Regions from separate parts of the Zea mays genome. Here regions 1 and 2 are each linked to region 3. The links are chromatin contacts, called in public Hi-C maps. All regions are on one chromosome and are shown on one strand. The core of a region is the stretch at or near the end of the contact, and the rest is flanking DNA. Distances in the headings are between cores, read along the strand shown. Region 1 holds the start of LOC100278030. Region 2 holds the start of LOC103643041 (protein LNK2). Region 3 holds the start of LOC100382409 (Fimbrin-2).

What was found. A called contact is a pair of places that touch in the nucleus more often than the background predicts.
Region 1: a Hi-C map of leaf shows a contact between it and region 3, with 4 times the contacts expected there. The contact joins the promoter of LOC100278030 here to the promoter of LOC100382409 in region 3. A contact is called at or near these places in 2 of 25 Hi-C or Micro-C datasets (ear and leaf).
Region 2: a Hi-C map of endosperm shows a contact between it and region 3, with 3 times the contacts expected there. The contact joins the promoter of LOC103643041 here to the promoter of LOC100382409 in region 3. A contact is called at or near these places in 2 of 25 Hi-C or Micro-C datasets (endosperm and leaf mesophyll).

The regions. Positions count from the first base shown.
Region 1 is chr3:84,349,624-84,352,323 of Zm-B73-REFERENCE-NAM-5.0, forward strand. LOC100278030 reads right to left here and starts at 1,390. Exons shown (of 5, transcript NM_001151441.1): 1 at 1,170-1,390; 2 at 839-1,004. The coding sequence starts at 998.
Region 2 is chr3:83,560,078-83,562,777 of Zm-B73-REFERENCE-NAM-5.0, forward strand. It overlaps LOC103643041 (protein LNK2), which reads left to right and starts at 1,394. Exons shown (of 10, transcript XM_020550240.2): 1 at 1,394-1,741. The coding sequence starts at 1,712.
Region 3 is chr3:83,839,417-83,842,116 of Zm-B73-REFERENCE-NAM-5.0, forward strand. It overlaps LOC100382409 (Fimbrin-2), which reads right to left and starts at 1,285. Exons shown (of 13, transcript NM_001175153.1): 1 at 1,126-1,285; 2 at 495-1,003; 3 at 238-409. The coding sequence starts at 1,212.

The DNA of each region.
Region 1 (2,700 bases), core at 140-2,639, 510 kb after region 3:
CACAGAATACTATGCAGAACATGGCACTCACCTTGCTGGAAACTGACATGTGATCCACCTCCTTATCTAAGTCATCCTCATATAAATCATCGTAGGCATAGCGAGCATACCTAGCGCTCTACTGCAAGAAATGCTCCATGTGTGTAGAAACATTTCATAATATATGTGAGATAGTAGCATATTGTTCTATTTTTTATGTTGCCCGTTAATGATGGCAATGGCAAGTACCCAGCTTCGACACTATATGGTTTATTTGGATATTCATAAAACAATTTATTTCGATATATATATATATATATATATATATATATATATATATATATATATATATATATATATATATATATATATATATATATATATATATATATATATATAATTTGCCTCATCTAGTTATACCTGATAACAGTTTAATTGGCCGAACTACATAGATAACATGATATAACCAAACAGGTGTGTCACACATCATCAAGATTTTATTTTTTGGTGAAAAGAAAAACAATGAAAGACCGGTTCAAAGCAACAACTAAGAGTGCATGGGCAGTTGAGATTTATGTCATATGAGGTTATTTAAAATTTTCCAGCCTATTGAGATAATACCAGCACAATCATAAATAAATATTTACCTAAAAACCAATACCTCCTTCATTACGAAATGGTTGAATAGGAAACTAACCGCTGAACCAGCCCAGTATGTTGTGGAAGACAACATGGAACAATAGTAATTTACCAAAGTGATACAGTAAACATGCAGAGGTGATTACAAAATGGAAGAGGACCCATTAGTCGAGGCAAGAACTGGCGCATAAAATCGATTATAAAAATCAATATGACTCACATACTAGACTGATATAGGGGCGGCGATGGAGGATTGAGCGAGCGCCCGTCCACCGGCCAATCCGGCGGCCACGCCGTCTGCGATGCCTACGCCGCAGCAGATGGTGCATCTCCATCTGCATCTCCCTCTTGATGTCAGGTGGGTCCACCAATAGCGCCATCAATATCTGAGCATGAACGAGAGCACGAGAATAGATATCTGAAGCAAGATGTTGATCCCCACCAGCTGCTCCTCAACCATCCCGATCCCGTGGCAAAGAAAAATGCAGGTAACACAGATCTAGGACCAGAAATGGCAAAGGGACAGCGGCAGGTGTGGCGGATGGCTATACCTCCTCGTTGGCGATCTTGCACTTATAGGGGAGGAAATATTTGATCGTGAGCGACGGGGTGCCATTGGGAGGGGAGATTTGAGCGGCGGCGGCGAGTGCATTGGCAAGGGAGAGCCGAGCGGCGGCGACTGCGTTAGGGATAGGAGGAGAAAAGGGAAAGGCAGAGGTAAGAGTCGTACGGGCCGTCTGTGAGCCTGACTTTAACGTCGTTAGCGTTATTCAGCTAACTTCCGAGAGGGGAGGGGACTTCCATAGGAAGTTATGAACTTTCTAGAGGCACTGCTACAAGCCGTAGGAAGTTTAGTAACTTCCGAGAGACACAACTACATGCTGTAGGAAGATTATTAACTTCCGAGAGTGCCTACGTGGCCGTCGGAAGCTATTAACTTTCTATGGTTTCTTTAAAAAACCGTAGGAAGTTAGTACGCCATAGGAAGTTTTAATTTTTGGTGTAGTGTATGAAGTGAAATGAGGCTTACATGAGATAACTTGTTGATTGTATTAAATGATTGTTACCATGTATGCTTAGAAAGAGAAAACTTAGCTAAAACAATGATATTAGAATTTGAAAAGCTAAAAATGGATTTTACACTCAGCTAGTGCTTTTGGCAAACCAAACCCCTCAGCCAAACAGCTGCATGGTCTAGAGGCAAAGGGGTAGATTCTTCACACCGGGTAAGTCTAGCTGAGTATTAGTATACTCAGCCTTGCTTGTGGCATACTTTTTGTAGGTACACTTCAGGATATGGTTGACGGTGTGACTTGGCCTACCACCCTGCCACCGGGTTGGACGGTCGAGTGGGATGCTGCTCTGGTAGGAGAGGAGCAAGAGGAGTAGTGGGCTAGGCCTTGCCCCATTCCTCACTTTCAATGATATCGATTATCCGCAGCAATTTATTTTGTGCACTTATATCCGCTACTTGAAAAACTCCGATTTATGTAATAACTCCAGTACTTTAATTTGAGTTTTTTCCTGTTTTATTGTATTTCTTCTGTGACTCACCTTCGAGTGAGTTTGTGGTGTTTGATCCTAGTTAAGTGGCTTAATCGGACTAGATCTGAGGGACTGACCGGTTATTCCGATTTATGTGTGTTACGGCCCCTGAGGCGTGACTTGGGCACTTAAACTGGAATAATTCGGGCGGTTCTGCCACAGTTAATTCGTTTTAACTACAAGTTTATCCATTCCAGTTGCATTGGACTCCTATTAATATTGTCTACCAGTTAGTAACTTTATTTTACTATGTAGCATAGTGATAAAAAACCACTCATTTTGTTTTATGTTTAACACCTAAACATTAAGAAAATCATAACTCTTAAATCGTAACTCCGAATTTAGTGGTTCTCGAACCTGGGATCTCGTTATGATGTGTAGGTCATTACTGTGCATTATGTTCTTATGTTTGGTGTGATGTTAATTTTTCCTATGCAATATTTCTTCGTATCGCTGCGAGTAGACGAATAAGTGATTGAGGAGCCCAAAGCTCAGATGGTTGAAGAAATTGAGTAGCAACTCGTTGAAGGCAAGTTG
Region 2 (2,700 bases), core at 144-2,643, 280 kb before region 3:
AGTTGATTAATACTTAAATCAGCTCGAAGCTCAAGGGCTATACTGGTGCACCCAATGGATCAGAACATAAAAGAAGAGAGAGAAAGATGAAATACTCTCTCAAAGAAAAGAGAACAAGTAACCCAGCTCATTCTTGGGGTCTCGAACTAGTTACCCTCAAAAATTGGCTCGAGCCTCGGGGGTTTGTGGGAGATAGATATACCATGGGTCATTTTCACATGGACACGTTCATGAGCCGCTTGAACAGACCCCTAATAAGTCGTCGCCAAGATGTGATATTGGACCGACCTTCAGGAAAACAGGTGTTATCGGGAGGATGACACGCTCAGCTAGAAGGATTCTGAAGAGCACATCGTAAAAGATGTTATCTATGCGCATATATCGTAGAGGAGCCAACATGATTCCGAATAACGCGCCTTGCGTGCGACCGGATAGCAGATCGCTCGGCCTCAAACTCGGAGGGAAATAACCATCGGAAAAGTCGGTGCGCAATAGTAGCAGAAATAGATAGACACAAATAAGCTTTTACAATCTATAAAGAGATCTCTCCCCAACCAGCTATATAAGCTATGGATATACCCCTACAAAACTCTCTCGATATCCATCTCTTTCACGATCATGCTCACCATTAGATTGATGGGAGATCTCATACATCATCACCCGTGAATCATATGTAATCTGTGTACTCCAAACAAACTCAATACCCCAGCACCAAACAGGACGTAGGGTGTTACACGTTCAGGCGGCTCGAACCTTTATAATCTCCTTGTGTTTTGACGTGCTCCCGCACGTACCATTGAGTCGCGATCAACAACGCCGTCCTCCCAAAAGTATTGCGTGGGTTACCCCGTAGTGCGCAGTCGGGACCTAAACACCGACACAGGTTGTATGCCTGAAGCTGTAGTCTTCGTGTTTGTGTTTTTCATTAGCTTTGGCTGAGACTGACCTTCGACATTACTTCTGCATCATGTGAAACAAGGTAAAAGATAACTGTCGAATTAGTGGTTTGAGGGCCTTCGAGAAAAAGACCTCCAATATGAAGGTCTCATTATCATCTCTATCAAGGACATATGTCTTCAACAATCTAATCCATTCACGCCGCACCGTAGCCAAGACTATAAATGCCGTGTTTAACAGAGCGTGTATATGACCGTGCAAAAACACTATATTTGTAGAAAGAAGTTTAAAATAGTAAGTGAGACAGAAAATTCGAAGAGAGTGTAAGGCTGTCTTCAATGAATAGTATAAAATAAAAAACACGTAATTATATATATATAATTGTTTATAAATATAAGTTTGAAATATGGAATGAAATAGAGGAGAGGATGTGACTGAAGATGTGTTGGAGGTGTGCAAAGGTGTACACCGTACACCCGCTGAGAACCCCGCAGCCAATCAGCGCGTGGCATTTGATCGAGTCCTCCTGACCACAACCCAAGATGCGGCTCCGCACACGTGGGTTTCCAACGCCCAACTGCAGCCGCCTACCAAATGTGCAGCGGCTACGCACTCCCATCCCTGGACTACTCTTGGTGGGTGGAGACTGGAGAGAGCCACAGAAGGCAACTGGAGGTTCGAGGACGGCGCGATAGGCGAGCCGGCGAGTTCGGGTGCTTTTCCTGGGGTCGGAGATGCGACCGTTGGGACCTGGGAAACAGCGCACTTCGAGTTCGGGGGCGGCTCCCGCGACGGCGGCAGCCACCTGAGCAGGATGTTTAATTGGAACGACGAGCAGCAGCAGGTCCCCGTCTACCCATCCCGTCATCGTCTAGAATCTTGCGTTACACTTGCTCACTTGGCTGGATCTGCTCGGTTTCTGTAATTCGTTTCGTCGTTCCGTGCTTCACGTGCTCTAATTCACTAGGTTTTAGTTTGGATGTGGTTGTTCCGGATGGGAATTTTGATATTATCCCATTCCGTTGAGGGAGTTGGAGATGCAAGGGACTGCGGGGGGAAGCGTGCAATTCTTGCTACGTAGGTCGACTGCATCACTGCAGGTTGCAGCAGTGCAAGCATGGCTAGGGAAAAATTCTGCTTGGATTGCCTCTACTTCTGAAGCTTGTAAGATTGTCTAATGTCATGAGCAGTGCTGGAAATATTGGGACTTGTATGTTCTATTGGAAGAAAGCTAAGGGGGTCTTTATAAGTTTCATGGCTCTTAAAATGTTCCCTCCATGGGTTGTTCCCGTTAATGTTTTTATGAACTTAATGGTTCTACTGATAGCAGCTGAAGTGAACAACAAACTGGTTCTATAGTGAATCACAATGATAATTTTTCTTATTTGCCCTACCCATTTTTTCATGCCACTCAGTTGGCAATGTTCTACTCTATTGATTTTAGTATTTCCTCATAAAAGGGTAACATTTTTAAGGAACCATGAATTTAGGTAGGCTCACATGAATTTAAGGACACAACATATTATATTGTGTACTTGGGACCTTCAATAATAGTTGTTAGATATATGCGTCTTGTATATTTCTGTTTGTATAAGGGTGTCTTTGCATTGTTGTACATGTGCATATTGAGCTTAGCCTTTGTTATCAGTACAACCACTATTTGAACATGGTATACAGAGCAAGGTTTCAATGCTACGGTTTACCTCACCGCTGGATGTGGCTCCTCTCGCAATGCTGTTTGGTTGTGGTTTCTCTTGGTCGTGGCTCCTCATGTCATGGCTCTTCACCACCCACCCTCACGCT
Region 3 (2,700 bases), core at 35-2,534:
CCTGAAGTAAGGACATGGAACTAAAAAACGTAAAGGCTGGCGACAGGTAATAATTTATGGTCCAACACATCACATGGACTTCACACTAGCATGGTCCTGAGGCTCCCAGCAACTTTTGAAAGGGCATAAGTACACAACTATAAAAAGGAATGAAGCAAACATTCATGACAGCTCTGCTCTGATGATCTCTTGCCGTAACTCATCAAAATCCGAGAGAAATGAGGCGAGATTCTTTACCCTCCCTTCGGCGAGGTCTTGTGTGCCGATGTTGACGACAGTGCAGCCGATCGCTTTGGCAGAATTGAGGCAAAGCGTGTGGTTCTCGTTCTTCTCCCAAAGATTAAGGACCCTCTTGGTATTGATGGCTCGCTCATCGATGGTGCCCGGTACAGCCAAGTTGATGAGTTTGCTGGATGGAACAACAGTAAACAAGAAAACCCTGTCAGACTGCATCACAGTTTCGGATCGAAGCACAAAGTACATCCGAAACGTACCATAGGAGCACGCCGTCCTTGGTGATATGGAAGATGTGATCGGTCGCCGGATCGATGGGGAGGGCGCTCTTCAGGGACGGATCATCCGCGAGATAAGCGTTGATGTGGCCAACATAGGACGCCTTCTCGGACTCGCTGATGGTGTGAAGCAGTGTGGTGGTGGCCGCCGTGAGGAAGGCAACAGCAGAGGAGGAGGAGGAGCGCACGATTCCTCCGGCGCGGCCGGAGCAGACGCTTACTGCCTTGAGTCGCAGCTGCATCTCAGCGTAGACGCGGAGGAAGAGCTCGAAGCTCGCGTCCTGGTGCGGCTTCTCGTCAGCACGCGCGACGGCCTTAAGCACGGAGGCCCACTCCTCGTCAGTGAGGCCATGGCAGGGGCCTGGCTCCGGCGCGCTATTCTCCTTCTCGGCGTCCCTGCTCTTGGCCGCACCGCGGACGCCAGAGATGGCGGCGGGGAGGTCCCGCATCCGCAGCCTCCCGTTAGGCGACGCGTCCCGCAGCGCCGCATACTGCCAGACATCAAAACCCGTCAACCCCAACGCATGATAAGTACGGCAGCGCTGGTGGCGATGAGGTGACAGTCGGAGCCCGAGCTCTGACGACGAGGTCATGGAGGCGGAGGAGGAAATACCTGGGCCTGGAGCGCGCGAAGTTCGGCCTGCGTGAAGCGGCGCTGCAGGTAAGGATCTGACACCACGACCAGCCCGTCAAACCCCATCGCGGCGGCGGCCGATTGACGGCCGACGTTAGGTGGGCGGGCAGATCAGGGTGGGCGCGGTGGCGCTTCGGCCTTCCGCTCCTGACAGCATGGAGTGGGAGGGGGGTGGTGTGGTGTAATGTGGGGCAAGGGCAACTCAGAGGAGAGAGACCAGCCGGGTTTGGGCCCCGAGGAGCGTCCGTTCGCTGGTTCAAAATAAAGGAAAGGGGAGAAGAATGATGGTGAGGCAGAAGCAGGGTGAGTTGTAACGGAAAAGCCTGTCTTTCGCGTACCCAGTTGCCGATTCAAGGGTGTATTTGGTTTGGCTTTTGGCTTTGGCTTTTGCCCCCTAAAAGCCAAAAGCCAACCAAAGGGCTGGATCCAGGAAGCAGCTTTTTCTAAAAGCCGACTTTCTCGTAGTGCAAAACTGAAAGCACCCCTGGACCTGCTTTTAGTGGCTTTTGGATGGAACTTTGAAAACATATATCGAAGAACTTTTAACGACTTTTAGTGGTTTCCACCAAACGATTTTTAGCTTTTTAACAGCACACAGCCTACAGCAGCTTTTTCCACAGCTCACAGCCCACAGCAACTTTTTCCACAGCCACAGCCCAACCAAACAGACCCCAAATCTCGTGTGGGTGTGCGGACCGGGAGTTCCGCAGGCCACTGCGCTCTGGGCCGCCCGGTTGGCAATGACCGATCAGCACGAGGGACGGGATTGGCTGGATCGATTGGGAACTTACGGACTGTTGCTGTTAGGTCCCCGGCAAAGGGGCCCGAAAGCGGTTGCTGAGCCTGGTACTGGTACTCCAGCCACAGCTCGCTTGTTTGCGCTTGTTCATCTCCTGCTAATCGGTGGCATGTTTGGTTCGCTTTCAGGCCAGCCTGCCTGCGTGAAAAAGGGCCGCTGTAGAGGCTCTGAAGATGTGACTGATTATAATCTAGAGTGCTTTAAGTATCATGTGAGCTTTTTTTATGGTGTGACCTTTTCTTCACATCTCCACTTAGACAACTAAACAAGCATCTTACACATGCGCAGCCTAGCTCAAAGCGACCAAACAGTAGCTCCCTGCAGGGCCGGCCCAGGGGATAGGCGGCCGCCCAGGCCCCCAAAGGTATAGGGCACCTAAATATGTACTAAATATAACTATATGATATATGTAATATGTTATGAATATTTAGTCATTGGTCTTAGTTAAGACAATGTTCTGTAGTCCTTTCGCTAGTTGTAGCTTGTTGGAAATCTGAGAAATGAATCGATGAGTCTACTGCAGTCACATAGAAAACAAATCGTCGCAGACTTCTAACGCGACGCGGCGACATGAGTGTGTGTTCTGTTGGTCACTTGTTTTTTTTATTACTGAATCATTAAACAAGGCAACACAATTATTAAACGTTGAAGACATTCGTCCTTCGAAACATTATCTCATTTCAGGAATAATGGATCTTGAACGAAGGCCATGAAGAACAAGTCTATATCATTCATAAATATAAAAATGTAGTTAC